Linked DNA regions of Lactuca sativa: region 1 is linked to region 2. The links are chromatin contacts, called in public Hi-C maps. All regions are on one chromosome and are shown on one strand. The core of a region is the stretch at or near the end of the contact, and the rest is flanking DNA. Distances in the headings are between cores, read along the strand shown. Region 1 holds the start of LOC111911931. Region 2 holds the start of LOC111911935 (probable protein phosphatase 2C 42).

Region 1 (5,666 bases), core at 1,766-4,265, 270 kb before region 2:
TGTCAGTACGGAGGAGGAGGATGATGATGATAGTATGGAGAAAGATGATGATTATGTCGATATGAATCCACTTCCAATTGCTAAAAAGAAACCCATAGAAATGAAGCTATCCTCTCTTTTCCCTTTTCAGAAATTGAATGAAGAAAATGTTGGGAAAAACCCTAGGCTTAAATAATTTTCACACCTGAACTCAATGCATAAATGGTCGCTAATAATATTTGATTAACAGCAATATAAACCCAACTTCATTAATCTTTCACTTCAAGGTCAAACTTCTAAATAGGCTTAAGCTCATATACGCCAAATTAGTCGACCCAATTAACAAAACTATGAGCCAAAACCAAATTTTTTTGTCAAATACAAAGGGTTTTCTAAAAAAAGAAAATAGGATTTTTTTAACTTACCAATTACCAAAACATTATTGGTAAATCGGCTTGAACATGCAAAACGAAAATAAAGAAATGTTCATGTTCAAACAAAGAAATTCGCCCCCAACAAAAATAGCATTTTCATTGTCAGACGTCATTTTATACATTATTTATTTTTGAAAATTACCAATCATAGCATTGTATTCCGTATTAAACAGTTTTCCAACATATAGTAGATCCCATCATACAATTACAATTTCTAACCATTTCCATGCTCATATTCAATAAATAAATCAAATTCTTCAATTATATCAATATACCATAACAAAAGTCTAGCACCTAGATTTCTTCACAACCATTAACATACATAAAAACCTAGTTATATACTTGGTATAATTGCACAATGCGTAACAATAATCCAAGCTTATATCTCACGTGCATAAACACATTGAACTTCAAGAGATTGACAATAATTATATCAAAATAATCCCAAATCAACAATAAAATTCCAAACACTTAATCCTACAAAAACTAACTCTTTAAAACACGTTCCCGATTCATGCAACCCACATGTATTATTTAAAATATATTCATACAAAACTCATGAAACTATTAGTTTTGTTTTCTGTTTTCAAACTAATTTCTTAAAAATATATTTAAGATTTTCTAATCATGTATTTCTAGGTCGAAAGCATTTGACATGAACAACTTTCATATGCTCACCTTTCTTATTCTTCTTCTTGTGACATGTATGGTCAAAGGTAAATCATTCAATAGCTTTTCATGTTAAATAATCAAAAGGTGCATATATATATATATATATATATATATATATATATATATATATATATATATATATATATATATATATATATATATATATATATATATATATATATACACACACACACACACACACACACACACACACACATAACATACATGTGTATAAAACAATGATTTTTTGTTTGTATAAAGGTAGCACAATCGGGATCAAAGAGGCTAAATATGGATCTGGTTGTTATTCTGGTGATTATAACGATAAGTTTCAAATTTGTTGCAAGCAAAATTTTGTAGTTAAGAGTTGTTATACTAAAATGGAAGATTGTAAAAAAAATTGTCCATACACTAACACTGCATAAATAAAAGTAAAATACTCTATTGTGATTAATCTCATTTCTCCCATGAGGTCACATCCTAATATATCAGCATCATTTTAAAGTTTTCTATTCTTTTGTCTTGAACACAAAACATCCATTTCAATTTCACAACATTTTAATTAGGAAAATTTGGATTCAATTGCATAACATAAAAGTTGTGACACAATGTAACATAAACTAAATGATGTTTAACAAGATTTTGGAAATAACAAGATAGATGTTGAATTTAAAGATTACCCACATGAAGCAAGTGTCTTATTGCAGCAACTGCATCACCCTTGTGTTCCCTTAATGTTCTTTCAGCCACCTTTTTATCCAACTGCAATAACATGTCATGAGTAAAATATACTTTTTTTAGCAAATAAATCATCACAAAAATCCCAGAAAACAAACACTAAACTTTCAATTGATTCTTTTTTTTTTCTTCCAAAATCTCTCACTTCAGAGAACAATGGGACAGTTATACCTCTAGTTCACTTGCAATGATGTCAACTTCAGCAGCATTGATCTTAACAGCAGCCAACTCTTTCTCCCTTGAAGAAATCATAAAATAAAATAAATTGATATTAAGCATATATATATAAGAAACATAAATAAAGTTTAGTGGTGTGATTATTAAGCTGGAGATGATAAATTGATAATGATCTATAGAAGGATCATAATACCCATTAACAATGTCATGAAGGATTACTGTATGAAAATAAACTTTTTTGTTTCGCAGTCAGGATTACCAATATGAGTAGTCCCTCTGTTTGATGAAAATTAAAACAATCACTTTTGACACATGACATTTATAAGGTTCTTGATGCTTCAAAATGTTGTTAATGATACACCAGATTTGGTTAGTAGCCCTCATAACTATGTAATCAGTTAAATTCAGAAAGATAGATGCAAAAACATCTTATATCTGTAAGATAAGTTTTCCTCATTGTAACACTTCAGAAAAAAAATGAAAACGTAAACATTTACATCATCACATGATTGATAGAAGTAAATATATGGTAATTGAACATGGATAGTTCAGTGATAAATAAACTTTCATCAGTGTGTTGATTGATAAAATTTGCATAAAAAGTAACATGCAGAAATAATTTTTGGGACACGGATAGCAAACCTCAATCTCATAGCATTCAAATCAGCTTCCTTTGATGCAGCGATCGAAGCCATAGCCTATTCAACACAAATTTTAAACAATAAAACCTAAATAACCGATTCATACGATCAATCCATTATAAAACCAGACAATTTGTAAAATTTACACACAAACCTCTTGAACACGAGTCGAATCGAGCTGACGATCTTCGACATGGTCGGTAAGTTTGTCGAGTGCTTTGCTCTGTTGCTGTAAGTCCTTGGAGTCCTCTACTCTCTCAATCCCTTCGTCTCCTGCCTCCATAATTGTCTTCACTCCTTCGAATCACAAAGCTCTGCAAATGGCGAAATCGTTTGCCCTAAAAGTTTCTAGTTTTCGGGTTCTTTTGCATAATGCCATGAACAAACCCTTTTGAAACCCATTTTAATAATGGGCCCAAACCCATTCTTATTTTTTGTTGTTATTTAGATTTTAGGGTTAAAAACTTAAAATATTCGGGTTATGTCATGACATGTAAAATAAAACTAAAATTCTTTAAATATTTTAAACCATAAATCAACTACTGATATGATTGGTTGATCATTCATCTCATTCTTTGTTATTCTGATTATTTAAATTGCAAAAATCACAAGCTCAAGAATATTGGTTAATGATAACCTATAAGCCATTATTTACAAAATAATTACAATTGTTTCATTCCTTTATGCCATGTCGTTTAGAAGGAAGAAACTCAAAACACACATAACCTAATAATTATAGTACAAACAACCTAAAACTTCATTGCACAAGTTTTTAATACATATGGATGCAGCAACCTTGAAAGCTTATGCAGAATATCCTGCAAACAACCACTTCCTACCATCGATAAATTTTATAGAAAGGAATGGTGCAGCTTCTTCATCACTCAGTTTCTTCAACCATTGAACCCGCTCACTTGTACCAGCTCCGGGTCCATGACATTTGTATTCACAATGACATAGATTTCTGTAAAAATACAAATGAGAAAATTAAGAAATAAACTAATAGGTAAAACCTGATTAATATATAAAATCATTAAATGAATGAATTGTGATTTATTCAACATGGTAGTTTTTTTTTTTTTTTTTTCAAGTTGTATTTATTACAATGAAATTATAGAAAATAATGAAATAACTCATTCCGAGGAAATGGAAAAACACTTTTGTGTGAAATGAAATTGATCATTCCAAAAAGAATGTGTGCCTTTTATTTTTTTCAACTTTCATTCTCATTATAGTATTTTTTAAATAAATAAATAAATACTATAATTCGTTTTTACTTACATCAATTTTTTAAAACTTTTATTATTTTATATATGCAATTTTATTTTGTAGAATAAATAAGCATGTTGTTTTTAATAGTTGAGATTTAATAATTTTTTATTGTAATAAATAAAAGTTCATTACTTATAAAAGATAATGTATAGAATATAATTAAAATCATACCTTCAAATTCTATGAGACCAACATACGTTTATTTTATATGACCATTTTAGTCATTTCATTTTATATTTTTATTCAATCAAAATTATTTAGTTTTCTGGTATTATCACTGAAAATTAAGATCACTGAAAATACTGAGTTGTATAAAAAGTAAAAGGGGAGAGGGGAAAGATAGAGGGAAGCTTACTCGGTACTACCGTGATGGTTCCAATCACTCCAGCCTTCGGGTCTTATAGTCTTAGACAAGTAAGTCTTTGCAAAAACTACTCGAGAATGGGTACCTCTAGGTCTACCTAAGAAAGCATGTCCAGTGCCAAAAACTCTCCCACCAACAAAAACAAATCCAGTATTTTCATCTAGACCTGATCGCGTATGGGCCGTCACTGACCCTTGAATCTCCATGCGTCTATCATTAATCACAAAAATCTCACATTCCTGCACGAGTACCATAAACAATAACAATTCATTTGGGAGGGTACAGTTGTAGGGTCTATATTTTATAATATTTTTAATTAAAATAGAAAACTTACATGAAAGATGGATCGGCCGCGACCGAAAATAATATCGACCGCACCCTGGATGTAGCAATGATCGTAGTAATGTCTACCTTTGTTATCAAGAAGAGTGTTATGGGAACTATAGAATCCACAACTATAGAATGCAACCTTGTCCGCACCCACATATGCTGCGACAGTTTGGTTATGTGAGGTGTTAGCGATCCCTGTAGGTGCATCATTCTGTCGAAAACATATGCATTAGAAGGTTGTACTTTATGCATTGTTGTGATGTAATTGGTGAATTAAAAACTTGTACCTTAAAGCTAATACCATAGGCAACGAAATTAGGAGCTTCAACTTTGAAAGTGGAAGATTGATAGTTGTTTTCAGAGCTTTCTGCCCAAACTATTACTGTTTTAGTGCTCCCACTTCCCCTCAAGTAAATGTGTGGTTTTTCCCTTGGGATTATTACTTTTTCCCTACATTAAAACCACATTATGATTAAACAATCATGTACATAATTTTGAGGTGGCAAAAACTTTGTGTTCCGGTTGGTGTGTTGATGGGTCATAGGTTTGTGTTGTCTTATTCAATTCTAACTCGGATTAGCCATAAACAGGTCAACTCACGTAACCCGTTTATTTAACTATAAGGGTTCGTGGTTGGATTCGGGTTTTTTATGTGTCAGAATAAGGTTTGTGCGTTCAGGAAAAAAATGTCTAAATATCATATATTTACTTATTAGTTCTTATTATTTTCTTTATTTAATAAATATATTATTTATTTATTTAAATATAATAAAATAAATGGGTTTACGGGTCAAGCTGTGAAATTATTTGCAAACCCGAACACGATCCGTATAATAAACGGATTGGCAGGTTGACGGTTAGAAAAACTCAACCCAAATCCGTTTATCTTCATATCAGGTTCGTATCGTGTTGAGAATTGACACCCCTATAAAAACATGTCGGATTTGTTTTGTAATCCTATACACATATAAATATAGTTCTCTAAAAATTTACTGTTATAATAATAACCTAATTCTGTTTTTTTTTTAAGTTAGAAGATGGCAAGTATTGAATAATATA
Region 2 (5,994 bases), core at 1,652-4,151:
GGCCCAGCCAGGACTAAATTGATGTGTTCGATTAGAAGTCCTATATCATCACAAATCAGAAATTGGGAAACATAGATTCTGGACAAAGAGATTGATTGTATTCCATGTCTTATGTCTAGGGATATCTAGTAGAACGAAGGGACATGTGATCACTTATCTTAGGACATGTAACTGACTGGGTCAGAGTTCGGCAGCAGCTTTTGGAAGCTACAATTTGCTGGTCAAATTTAGAAGTCATACTAGCAATTATAGTTACAGACTTATCCAAGTGGGAGACTGTTGGATTAGGTGTCTAAGCCCATAACTATAATTGGTATGTACTTGAATTGATAGCAGCACAATCCTTTTGTGTTGCCCTCAAACCTAGCAACCGGACAAGGAAATTATGAAAGGAGAGATATTAATTTATTATAAGATTAATAAATTAATATAAATGATTTATTAATATGTTAAAAGATTAATATATTGAGTAGGAATCATTATGTTTAATTAATAGTTAGCCAGAAATTAATCAGAATTAATTTTGGGGTTAAAAGTATTAATTATAAAGTGTAGGGACTAGTTTGCAATTATCTAATAGTTGAGTGGAAGGCTCCAGAACCTCCTTGGAAGGGGGTGGACGAAATCTATAGGGGAAACCCTAATAACTTCGTCCATGGGGGCTTGGATAAGGCCCTTGGGTTTGCTTAGGCCCTAAGCAAGGAGCATTAGGGTTTTTCCCTAAACCCTAGATCCCTCAGCTATATAAGGAGCCTCCTGGTTCATATTTTGGGCACTCCTTCTTTTGAAGAAACCCTAGGCCAAGAATTGCATACTCCCTCCCTCTCTCTCCTTCTAGTTTCCTTCTTGCTAGTTATTGGGTGTGATTCCATTAGAGGCATTACATTTGTGGTGCTAAGCTTCCAAGAAGATCAAGATCAAGATCAAGAGGATTGTTAATTGTTTGCTATAACAATTGAAAGGTATGTAACTCCTAAACCCTAGTTTGCTATTTTCGAAAATAGCCTCTCTCCTTTAGGGTTCTTGTTTTGCAATTCAAAGTTATATGTTCAATAGTTAAAACATAGATCCAAAGTAGGTTGCATGTGAACTTAGGAATTGTTTTTTCTAGTTTATCTGTTTTACCTAAAACCCATCAACACGACCCTTTCCCACGCCATGACATCCCCCAAAAGCTAAACTTTAATTTAAATCAAATGTACCTTTAAATTTGGATGTTACAAATCACAAGGTCCAAGCACTATTTCCTGAGATAACGTCATTACTGCGCCTGAAGCGTCCAATCCTTACGTGACCGCTGCTCTTGTGTGAGATTCTTCCACAAAGAGTGAGTTTGCATCCGAATGTGATTCATATTTGTTATTATTTTACTTGTTATGTTTCCCTACTATGTATGTATTGCAGCCAAATATATGTTGATTATTATTTTTTTACGATCTTTTTAGCTATCCATAGGTGAATTGGATTTTAGTATGTTATATACCTGTAAAGAGTGTCCTAGGGTATGATTATTGCCCTAAATTTGCTTTTATTTCCATAACCATTTTTCAAACTAATGATATCTATCTATGAAGATACAAAGAAATATTTTTATGTTGCAATTACCTTTGTTGAAATTTTTAAGTGTATTGATCTATTATTGAAGTATGACAACCATAAGTAATTTTGAAGTAAATTTATCAATATTCAAATTAATCATAAATGATATATATATTTTTATATAATTTAATTCGTTACACGTTAGAATTAAGGTTTTTTTTTTTTTTTTTTTTTTTTTTTTTTTTTTATGTTCATTCTGGATATTTGAATCTTCATGACCGATATAATTACAAACTTTAATGCTCTTAAAAGGAAATGCTTTGATATGTGTTCATTACGATTCTTTAGGTTATTTCGAATTAACAGGCAATTTATTTTTGGAAGAGTAATTCCTTAATAAAAAAATATAAAATAAATTTGAATCGGTTACTAAACTAACACTTGCTATTTCTCATTCTTCAAATATGAGATCCTTACTTATATTAGCAAACGAGATATTTTTTATTAGTTATGTGAAATTATAATCATTGATTCAAATAAATATATAAAATTAATTTTTAATATATATTAGATATTTTTTATTTGTGAATTAATGAAAACAATAATTTAAAATTTAAAATTTAAAATTTAAAATAGAATCACATTAATGAGGAGGTCTAATAAATTTAAAATGGAAAACTAATAGATTGACAAGTGGCAACACATTAATTAAAATGTCTAATATGATGACACATGACAAAAGAGCTACTCTTTTATTAGTGTGTGTGTGTATATATATATATATATATATATATATATATATATATATATATATATATATATATATAGTAGAGTTTTATATAGAAAAGTTTTATTATTTTAAGAAAATTTTAAATAAAATTCTACATTTAGCTTTTTAAATAGTAAAATCCCGGTTATTTAGGGAATGTTTGGATTAGTTTATTAGTTTATTGCTTATTAGCTTATTTGTGATGGAAATAAATAATAAACAAAGGGGTAAATAGTTATTAAAATTAGTTTATTTAGCTTCTTAAGTGATTTTTAAAGATTTTATCAAAATACTTAAATTTAACTTATTACGGTGGAAATAAGCAATAATGAATAAACACCTTTTTTTTTTTTTCTATCCAAACTCTCCCTTAATTTTACAACATAATATGTTATTTCTTGTTAAAAAAATTTATAAGATAATTTGACTTTTCTAAGTAAAACCATCCATAACATTAATAGGAGTGTCAACCAAGCTTGATGTATTTTTACACATAGAACCCCCCTTGAATTTGAAGAAACGACTTGAAGGTCCCCATGATTCCTTCCACGTGCGAAGAAGAGAATTAATGGTCGTGTGTAAAAAAACGCGTAAACAGGAAATCAGAAAGAAGGAGAAACATTGAAAGTAACACCCAACAAAAAGCTTCCCTACGCCAACTTCTCTCCAACGGAATTGAATCGATTCAACACATTCTTGTTCCTCCACCACCCAACACCCCCCTCCTCCCATTAGGGTTCCACCTTCTCCTCCATAAAATCCATTTCGATTTCAATTCAATCAAGATTCACACAAGTTTTCCTCAAGGAACCAGAACCAAAACCAAAGTCGCCCGGCTTTCCGTTTCTCTCATTTTCCCCAGATTTGAACAACAATCAAAATCAAGAATCTCTAATTCGTAGATTTGGTATAATTGCAAAAATAAACAGATAGCCGCCCTTGTTTTAATTTGGGTGTTGTTGTTTTTCGCCAGTTGTACGATTCTTGTTGAAGTTTTTCTATTTGGGTGTTTCTAACATACGTCACTTGTCAAGATTTGGAGTAAAGGATTTGAATTTAAGAAATTCAAGACTCTTTATCGGTGAAAACTTATCATGATGCCACTTCATTAATTATGTTGAAAATAAATTATTTGGGGGTTTGATATATAGGGGATTCCGTGCGAGAAATGTGGGATGTCAGAAGGATTCATGAATCTCCTTTCGGTGTGTTGGAAGCCATTCACTAACAGTGGCGAAACAGGCGCTGCTTCCGGTGTCAATGGTAATTATAATGGCGATGGCGATGACTTTGAAAAAGATGGATTGTTATGGTATCGAGATATCGGAAAATACGGTGGCGGAGATTACTCCATGGCCGTCGTTCAGGCGAACCAGGTGCTTGAAGACCAAAGTCAGATCGAGTCTGGTCCTTTCGGTACATTTGTTGGCGTCTATGATGGTCATGGCGGACCTGATGTCGCCCGATACGTTTGTGACAACTTGTTCAGGAATTTTCAAGGTTTACTTCTCTTTCATCTCATCACTATTTGCTTCGAATCTAGCATATAATTATTCTACAACACATAGATGGATCACAATTGACAATTTGACATTGATATTTCATGATTACAGCTTGTGATTCAAGGAATGTTTATGCAAAATTGATAATCTGATATCCAAATTTTTGCTATCTCCCATTGATAATCATTACAAAATATTGATCTCATTGCCGAGGGTTTCTTTTTGACTTAATTTGCTTAATCGGGTTAAGCACTTAATTTGGGGAATTCTTTTTGACTTAATCGGTAGAATGACTTGATGGGTCATAGCCAAACGTAGTGTCTTAATGTATAAAGTCACTAACCCTTTACCTATTTCTCCTACTTCTTTTTCCTCTCAATTCCTCAAATGTTAAATTTTCTGAATATTGTGATTTCTTTTTTGGAATATCCAATCTAGAAAAGAAACATACCATATGTATACAACATCCAATATCATTCATTACGCATATACAGGACTTAATAGGAAAGATAAAGAAACAATCCCCTAAATCTGCCTTCAAGATTCTTTTATTTTGTAATTATTGAAGGGTGTTATAAACGTTTACCAATAGGAGATTCTCATTAAATTTTGCAGCAAGATCTACCGAGGATTATGGTGTGGTGACTCCAGATACCATAAAGAACGCGTTTCTTGCAACTGAGAATGGATTCACTGGTGTAGTGTCCGAGTTATTTAACACGCGTCCTAGCATTGCAACCGTTGGATCATGTTGCTTAGTTGGAGTTATATATCAGCAGACTCTTTTTATAGCCAATCTTGGAGATTCACGTGTTGTTCTTGGTAAAAAAGTTGGTAACACTGGAGGAATGGCAGCTATTCAGTTGTCATCAGAGCATAATGCAAATCTTGAGGAAGTTAGACACGAGTTAAAGAATTTACACCCACATGATCCACAGATTGTTGCTTTGAAACATGGAGTTTGGAGGGTCAAAGGCATCATTCAGGTTATTTTTAATGTTTTTTTTTTCCGAATTAAATTATTTCACTGTATCTTGTTTGCTGATAATTCTTACCATGTATTCGATTTGATTATTAATCACTCTTAAGTGCGTACCCATGTGAGTTCTTGATCAGATGTAAATTTATGTGTAAAAAAGATGGAAAAAGAAATATGGTCTTGTAGCTTATACCCAATTATATTATTTTCTCAAGGGTAGTGCTTATTGGACAGACATTAAGATTTATAACATATACGATTTGTGGGTATGGATTTATATGATGTGGGATTAGATAAAGATGCGACAAGGTGGGACCCACTTATCGAAGAATAGCGATTGGAGGAAATAACGTAATCAAATGGAAAAATCTTTTATGGTCAAAATAGTGGCTTATTATGAACAACCAAACAATTGGTACACGTAATTTTTGTTAGGAGGCCTTATGAACAAGTTTTTTGATAAATTTTTTATTTTGTTTTATGTTTTACATGTTTTTAGATGTTTTAAGTTTAGTTGATGGTTTTTTTTTCGAGGCGAATCAATGTTAGCATGTGAAGTTATCCAAAAAAGTTGCTTGTTTTAGCTCAAGATTGATTGTTTTCTAGGATTGAAATAGGTGTATATGGTGATATGTTTTTTATGGTAATTATGTTTGTAGATGATTTAGTTTTTTTTTTTTTTTGGTAATTAGGTTTCAAGGTCAATTGGGGATGTTTATATGAAACACACGGAGTACAATAACGATCAAATTTTACCAAAGTTCAGACTTCCTGAAGCAACGGTTATGCCAATCATGTCAGCTACTCCATCAATCCTTACTCACGACATTCAACCAAGTGATTCTTTTCTCATATTTGCTTCTGATGGTTTATGGGAACACTTGGGTAATGAAGAAGCCGTGGAAATCGTTCATAACAATCCACGCGCCGTAAGCTTTCCTACTCTTTCTACTTTCTAATTTCATCTTCACCCCTTGTACTTATCCCTCTTTCCATTTTTGGCTATTATCTATCTGTGTGGTCTATGTTTAGTATACGAGTAATTCAGACACTTAACGCCCATTGTCGTGTCATATCTTAAATGCATATATATATAATATATGTTTGCGTATCTGTGGACATGTACGTATGTATGCCTATCATGCTATATTTGACTTGTCGGTATAGTAGGAGGCACACGGATGAAACGACAAAGCGTAAAAAAC

Evidence for each region. Hi-C and Micro-C count contacts between places; a contact is called where the count stands out from the background.
Region 1: a contact with region 2 is called in a Hi-C map of leaf, with 7 times the contacts expected there. The contact joins the promoter of LOC111911931 here to the promoter of LOC111911935 in region 2. A contact is called at or near these places in 3 of 4 Hi-C or Micro-C datasets (bud and leaf).

Annotation. Positions count from the first base shown.
Region 1 is chr1:50,859,819-50,865,484 of Lsat_Salinas_v11, reverse strand. LOC111911931 reads right to left here and starts at 3,015. Exons shown (of 4, transcript XM_023907696.3): 1 at 2,796-3,015; 2 at 2,643-2,698; 3 at 1,995-2,061; 4 at 1,642-1,847. The coding sequence starts at 2,924. The coding sequence ends at 1,755. LOC111911932 (probable pectinesterase 67) reads right to left here. Exons shown (of 5, transcript XM_023907697.3): 2 at 4,895-5,057; 3 at 4,612-4,818; 4 at 4,269-4,516; 5 at 3,252-3,605. The coding sequence ends at 3,446.
Region 2 is chr1:50,590,193-50,596,186 of Lsat_Salinas_v11, reverse strand. LOC111911935 (probable protein phosphatase 2C 42) reads left to right here and starts at 2,901. Exons shown (of 4, transcript XM_023907699.3): 1 at 2,901-3,808; 2 at 4,426-4,796; 3 at 5,482-5,718. The coding sequence starts at 3,484.